Regions from separate parts of the Ovis aries genome. Here region 1 is linked to region 2. A link is a contact called in public Hi-C data. All regions are on one chromosome and are shown on one strand. Each heading gives the region's core, a stretch centred on a gene start, on an enhancer-like site or on the middle of the called end of the contact. The rest is flanking DNA. Distances are from core to core; before and after follow the strand shown. Region 1 overlaps CFAP251 (cilia and flagella associated protein 251). Region 2 overlaps MLXIP (MLX interacting protein).

What was found. Hi-C and Micro-C count contacts between places; a contact is called where the count stands out from the background.
Region 1: a Hi-C map of hypothalamus shows a contact between it and region 2, with 3 times the contacts expected there. The contact joins two enhancer-like sites. A contact is called at or near these places in 6 of 16 Hi-C or Micro-C datasets (hypothalamus, liver, mixed tissues and 3 more).

Annotation. Positions count from the first base shown.
Region 1 is chr17:53,416,031-53,419,504 of ARS-UI_Ramb_v3.0, reverse strand. It overlaps CFAP251 (cilia and flagella associated protein 251), which reads left to right. Exons shown (of 21, transcript XM_060401154.1): 9 at 70-284; 10 at 2,935-3,129. Among named protein-coding and RNA genes, the nearest start is that of CFAP251, 32 kb to the left of the region's middle. Within about 2 kb of position 1,979, at least 7 of the 54 cell types and tissues checked have an H3K27ac peak or open chromatin away from gene starts, as enhancers often do. A contact at or near this core is called in hypothalamus, where this site is marked.
Region 2 is chr17:53,275,079-53,278,443 of ARS-UI_Ramb_v3.0, reverse strand. The region is part of intron 1 of MLXIP (MLX interacting protein); the gene reads left to right. Among named protein-coding and RNA genes, the nearest start is that of MLXIP, 40 kb to the left of the region's middle. Within about 2 kb of position 1,748, at least 26 of the 54 cell types and tissues checked have an H3K27ac peak or open chromatin away from gene starts, as enhancers often do. A contact at or near this core is called in hypothalamus, where this site is marked.

The sequences.
Region 1 (3,474 bases), core at 730-3,229, 140 kb before region 2:
GTTTTGTTTTATATTTACCATCAACGGTAACTTGTACATATAACGTGTAACCTGTCTTTTGAAATATAGACATTCAACAAGCTCGTGGGAAAATTTAGCCAGTCTGTCTTTCATTTGAATTTAACCCAAATACTGTCCGCGACGATGGAAGGGAAGCTGGTTGTCTGGGACATTTACCGCCCACCACCATCTGCCTCCTCCTCCATGGGCTTTCCCCATATCAAACCTTGCAAACTGGTTCATTTGCAGAAGGAGGGTATCACTGTGCTCACTACAGTTGACAGGTAATTAGTGAATGAAAAAGTAGCTGTAGATGATTATAAACTTATCTAAAAACCCTTTTGGAGGTAGATACATATTTTGTATATGCAAAGATTGTTTCTGGGGAGAACTAATTTAACTGGGAACACTGGCTGCCTCTGAGGAAAAGAACTGAGAACCAAGATTAAGGACAGGGGTGGATTTACTTCTTTTTATAGTCTCATTTGTACTAATTGGGTTGCTTTTATTTTTTAAAAAATTGCATGGGCATGCATTACTTTTAAACCCAACCCTTTTGGATTGGTGAAACAAAAAGTAACTGTTTTTTTTTCTTCTACCCTAGTTAGACTTATTTTGCACCCTAAATTTTACATTCTTTCAGTGGAAGAAAATGGCATAAAGAGCTTTTTTTTTTTCTGATGACAAAATAACATTTGCCAATCACGAAAAGATAAAATACAACAAAACTTTATAGAGTTCCTTAACTCCTTGATTTTGAGGGGCTGTGGGCATCCACAACTGATCTCAGCCTTATGCCTTAGCCTCAGACATAAAGGGGTTCACATGCCAAATACATTATTTCCTTGCTAAGTGATCTGGGACAAGGGACTTAAATGTGCCAAACCTCCATTCTTCCATCTGCAAAGTGGGCATCATAACACTGTCCCTGTCTGAGTGATTGTGTGAGGATGGTTTGCTGGATCTTAGTTTCCTGACCAGGGACTGAACCCATGTCTCCTGCAATGGAAGCGCTGAGTCCTAACCACTGGGCTACAAGGGAACGTCCCAAGGATTGTAAAACTCTTAGCACACTCTCTGGCACAGGGGAGCTCTAGGTACAACAGCCCTTGTCAGGGTGCTAGGGAAGTTCCCCAAAGTGCTGGAGACAGTTGCCTCATGACGAGGACCCTGCCCACGTGGTGGGAGTCACTGTACCCTCTGCTCTCCAAAGGCCTGTTGCTCCCCTTCCCCTTTCTTTAATACGGGGTCTATATTAAAGGTCTTCCCTTTTCTTTAATAACAGTGAGACCCTGGAGTGGCTTGCAAAGAGAAATATAAATCGTCATCTTCACCCAGTTGGTGGGAAAAGATAGCAGTAGAATCACACTTGATGAAGCAGTCAACTTTAATCATTGAGGAATAGGACCCAGGGAAGACCATGCCTGGGTTCCCCTCTCTCCATGTTAAGTAAAACACAGCCAGGGGATTTCCCCTGCAGTCCAGTGGTTAAGACTCTGCACTTCCAAGGGAGAGAACGAGGGTTCGGTCCCTGGTTAGGGAAGTAAGATCCTGCATGCTGAGTGGTGCGGCCAAAACAACAACAAAACAAACAAACAAAAAAACCCAGCCAGGACCAGGGAGCCCTTGCAGGAAAAAGTCTTAAGAAACACAGGAGGGGAAAAAAAAAAAAAAAAAGGCCTTGTTTTGCTGTTTCTGTCCAGCAGAGGGCAGTGAACGCCGTTCTAGCCAATTACTCTGCCCACTTGCCTTGCTTATTAATCAGAAACCACATTTAATCGCTTTTCATATATATATATATATATGAGAAAATTCATCCCCCACCTCCCCCACCCGTGATTAGAATTATGTCAGAGGCTTAAAAAAAACAAGCTCATTGGGATGGCTCTGAGGAAATAAAAACCATTCTGTCACACAGCACTGCCTTTGGCTGTGATGACTGGACAGGGTTTTACGATCCCTCTCACAGCAGTTGTCTCCCTGCGTCCCATTGCCAGCCTGTGTGACTTCAGAGGGATGGTAGCCAGACTCTGTTGTCATCTGTAGTCTGTGGTGGAGAATGGAAATCACTGCCCACTGCCGTTGCACAGGACTGACCTTAGAGGGCAGGGCAGAGGAAAGCAGAGAGCATGGACTTTGTGTCCCATACACTTGGACCCCTGCACAGTCTGCCTAGCCATGTGGCCCTGATAGAGTTGCCAGGTTTAAGTGTATGCTGGGACTTCCCTGGTGGTCCAGTGGCTAAGACTCTGATCTTCCAATGCTGGGGGGTCTGGGTTCAATCCCTGGTCAGGAAACTAGATCCCACATTGCACAGTGAAGGATTTGAATGCAGAACTCAAGATCCCTCATGCTGCAACTAAGACCTGATGCAGAAAATAAATTTTGTATATATATATATATATATATATATATATATATATATATGTCCCAAATACTGCATGAGGCAATTGCATTTGGGAGCATACACTATTTGGGACATACTTACCCTAGAAATTTACTCATGGTTCATCTGAAATTGAAATTTAACTGAGTATCCTGCATTTTTACTTGTTAAATCTGGCAATCCCAGACCTTAAACCTTAGTTTCCCAAACATGAACTGGGAATGACAGGAAAATCAGCCACATGGGGCCATATTCAGTGAAAGTTTTTACAACGCCCAGAGTCCAGAGGCTGGCATATGTGTTCAATAGATGATACTCAGTATCATTATTTAACCTACAATGCAGGAGACCTGGCTTCGATCCCTGGGTCGGGAAGATCCCCTGGAGAAGGAAATGGCAACCCATTCCAGTACTCTTGCCTGGGAAATCCCATGGACAGAGGAGCCTGGCAGGCTACAGTCCATGGGGTCACGAAGAGTTAGACACATCTTAGCGACTAAACCACCACCACCACTATTTAACAAACTGACTTTATCCTCTGTTTTCAGCTATATTGTCACAGGTGACATTCGGGGCAACATCAAGTTCTATGATCACACCCTCTCCATTGTGAACTGGTACAGCCACTTCAAACTCAGCTGCATAAGATCCCTGTCCTTTTCAAAGACCCCCGCAGCCCCTCCGGCCGAAAATACAAACTATCCTCCAGACTGCACTCTAAAAAGTGACCATTTTGTTGTAAGGTGAGTTGTTAACTGTTGTTGTTGTTCAGTCATTAAGTGTCTGACTCTTTGCGACCCCATGGACCACAGGCAGCATGCCAGGCTTCCCTGTCCTTCACTGTCTTTCGGAGTTTGCTCAAACCCATGTCCAATGAGTCGGTGATGCCATCCAACCATCTCATCCTGTGTCGTCCCCTTCTCCTCCTGTTCTCAGTCTTTGCCAAGCATCAGGGTCTTTTCCAGTGAGTCGGTTCTTCACATCAAGTGGCCGACATATTGGAGCTTCAGCTTCAGTATCAGTTTTTCCAGTGAATATTCAGAGTTATTTCCTTTAGGATGGACTGGTTTGATCTCCTTGGGACTCTC
Region 2 (3,365 bases), core at 499-2,998:
TTATATTTTCATTGATTTATATGCAACTGACTTTCCCAGCACCACTTGCTGAAGAGGCTGTCTTTTCCCCCTTGTGTATTCTTGCCTCCTTTGATGAAGATAAATTGCCCATGGGTGCATGGGTTTATTTCTGGGCTCTGTTCTGTTCCATTGATCCATATGTCTCTTTTTGTGCCAATACCATGCTGTTTTGATTACTGTAGCTTTGAAGTATTATCTGAAGTCTGGGAGGGTTATGCTTCCTGCTTTGTTCTTATTCCTCAAGGTTGCTTTGGCAGAACTGGGTCCTTTATGGTTCCATTTAAATTTTTAAGATTATTCCAGTTCTGTGAAAAATGTCATGGGTATTTTGATAGGTATTGCTTTAAGTCTGTAGATTACTTTGGGTAGTGTAGGCCTGGGAACATTTTGCCAGTGGGATTCCAGGAAGCGTGAGGAATGGTGAAAAAGTAATACCTTACAAGCAAATATGGTTGCATGACCAAACGAATGGACTCCACCACTGCCTGGGCCCCACAGCAGTAGACCTTGGAGCCTGTGCCTGCTTTCTTTTGCCGAGAATGCTCTGACCAGGAGTTCAGAGCTCATCTTCCCTAGAACCAGCAGAACCCTAAATCCCCGCCTCAGTTTCATCCTTCCCCGTTCTTAATGCCAGCTCCTGTCTGTGCAAGGCTTGCATTTTAATTTTCATTCCAAAGCAGTCTCTTGCCAGACTGCCAGAGAATTCAGTTTGCCATTCCCCTCAGCAGCAGTTTCGAGAGAGAGTTTGTTGTGCTGTAGACTTCTTGCCCTGTGTCATGAACCTGTCTTCTAAGAAGGACGGCCGTGGTAGGGGGTGTGTGAAGACTTTTCTTTATGGAGAAGTTTAGCTTTCATTTAGTCATTCCATATTTAATCACACCTCCCACATGCCAGGCACTGTGCTCGGATGAGTCAGACCCAGACCCTGGCCTTCCCGGAGTCAGATTGGGAGAGTAAGGGCTGAATCCAGGGTCCCTGTTCTAACCAGGAAGCCCTGGTGTTGGTGTGGGGGGTGATGTTTAAGAAGGCAGGGTTGGGAGGTAAGGCCAGAGGAGGTCTTTTGTTTATTGAGGGCGAAGCCAGTAGTCTCGGAAATATTTTTTTCTTTTTTACATTTTAAAATTTTAGTTGTTTGCGCCAGGCATTAGTCATGGCACGTGGGATCTTTGATCTTCATTGTGGGCATGTGGGATCTAGTTCCCTGACCAGGGATCGAACCTGGGCCCCCTGTATTGGGGGAACAAAGTCTTAGCCGCTGGACTACCAGAGAAGACCTCAGAAATTTTAATAATGTGTTTCTGGTTACACTTTAAAGAAGGAATATGGCAGAACCTTGAGTTAGGCGAAGAAGCATCCCAGCCAACCGTGTCTGGAAGCCAAGTTAAGCTGGGGTGGGGTTGGGGGGAGCAGAAGTCTGACCGTAGGTGCTTTCTGGGAATCCTGCTCTAGGGATCCCTGCCAAGGAGCTGCCTGTTAGAACTCCTTAGAGCAGCCTGTCTTGTACGTCCCGTAGGAAACTAGACTTGGGGTGCCTCCACAGAAAGGGTCCCTGTCCTTGTCTGTGGGTGTCTGCGTGGGGAATGTCTCCTGTCCTCATCAAAGGTTAACAGTGACACCACATCAAAGGCGGGAGCAGCCCTTCCGGTAAGGAGACATCTAGATGTGTGTCCCGCGTTTTTCTAGCACTTTGTGTGCAGTCAGGTTGCCGTGTGTGGGCGAGTGTCCCATCAGCCATCGCCTCTGCTGGCACCCTCTCCAGCTCTCAGGGCGGTTTAGGTTTTAGTTTTGGTTTCAGACTGGCTTGTTCGTGTCAGCTGAGCGCCGCCTGTCGGCTGTTGCGGTATTACAGAAGCCTGGGGTGATGGGGGATAGCCGTTGGACATAAGCAGTGAACATCCCCATGGTCGGAAGAGGCAGGCATCCTGCACTTTAGGGGGAAGAAGATGAGAACCCGAAAGTTACTTTATCAGAGCGGGTTTCTAGCCTCCAGGGTCTGGCCTCTCTCTGACTCTTCCCACCCATTTCATGGTAAGTAATTGAAGATGTTGGTGTCATCCAACCTCTCTAAGGCGCTCTTACGCTCTCATCATCCACTACATCTTACATAACAAAGCAGAAGTAAGGGTGGGTTTATATTTAAGCCCGCTGGTTAGTTTTGTGGGTTTTTAAAAAAATATTCTTTAGGGGTTACCTCTGCTGTGTGTCTTAAGAATGTGGCTGCGTGTGTGTACACTTAATCCTTCTTAAAACACTCTGGAGGCAATGGTGTTATTGTGATTTTACCCAGGAAACTGGCATGTCAGAGGAGTTACGTGGCTATAATAGTTCACTTCTAGTATGCAGTTGCAGCACAGAGACTCAGAAACACCAGGCTGCTGGCTGTGAATGTGGGTGACAGCTGAAGTCGAAGTGCCTTTGGACTGGGGGAGCAGGGGCAGAAAGGCATGTGACTGGCTTAAAGCCCCTGACCCTTTGAGCTGAGGCTGCTGCTGTCTGTCTGACCCTCCAGTTCTCAGAGGACTTGCTGTGATGTTTTCTCTGTGGGGGTCTCAGCCTTCTCTCCTACAGTCCACAGCCTGGCCCGGTGCTGGGTTGGAGGATGGGGTATGAGATTTGCCAAGAGCTTCTGATGAAGAAACCAGGTGCCCAGGTTTGGGGAGCGTTTATTACTTAGGCGCTCTCTTTGAAGACCCCAGCTGTTGTGACTGCTGGCACATCTCTGCTTGTCACATGGCCTCTCTGAGTGGCTTTGGAGAACAGGGCAGGGCTGTGGCCTGCAGTGATGAAGAACTCACAAAACCCCCTTTGGTATGGACCAGAAAGAAGGCCTTGCCCATCTCAGCCATCTGGAGAGGGGAAGCCCTATGCCAGCAGCTCAGAGGTGGCTTCTGGCACAGCCCGTGGAAAACTAAACCATCTGAGCAGTCTGTACCTCCAGGGAGCGTCCCTTGCCTGCCACCAGCTTTGTTGGCAAAGGCCATTTAACTCAGTCAGTGAAGGATTATTGCGCGAGGCCCTGCGCTGTGCCGAGTTCTGTGCTGGGTGGTTAGGGTGGGGATACTAGAAGGGCCCTCCCCTGAGAAGCTGCAGTCTGGCGGCCAGAGGTGTGGAGACACATTGCCGTACGGGGAGTGGATACGTGTGTCCTTGAGGTGTGAACAGCGCTCAGAGATCCTGAAGAGGCTGGCAGCAGCCTGGGAGAGGCCAGTGCCGGCTCGGAGGAGATGGTATTTGAGCATCACTTGGAAGGATGAGCAGCTGGCCAGGAGCGGAGGGAGCTCCGTGAAGAATGGGGACTGCCAGTGCAGGGGCCTGGAGGCAGGAGAGGGCCCTGCGGGTTCTAG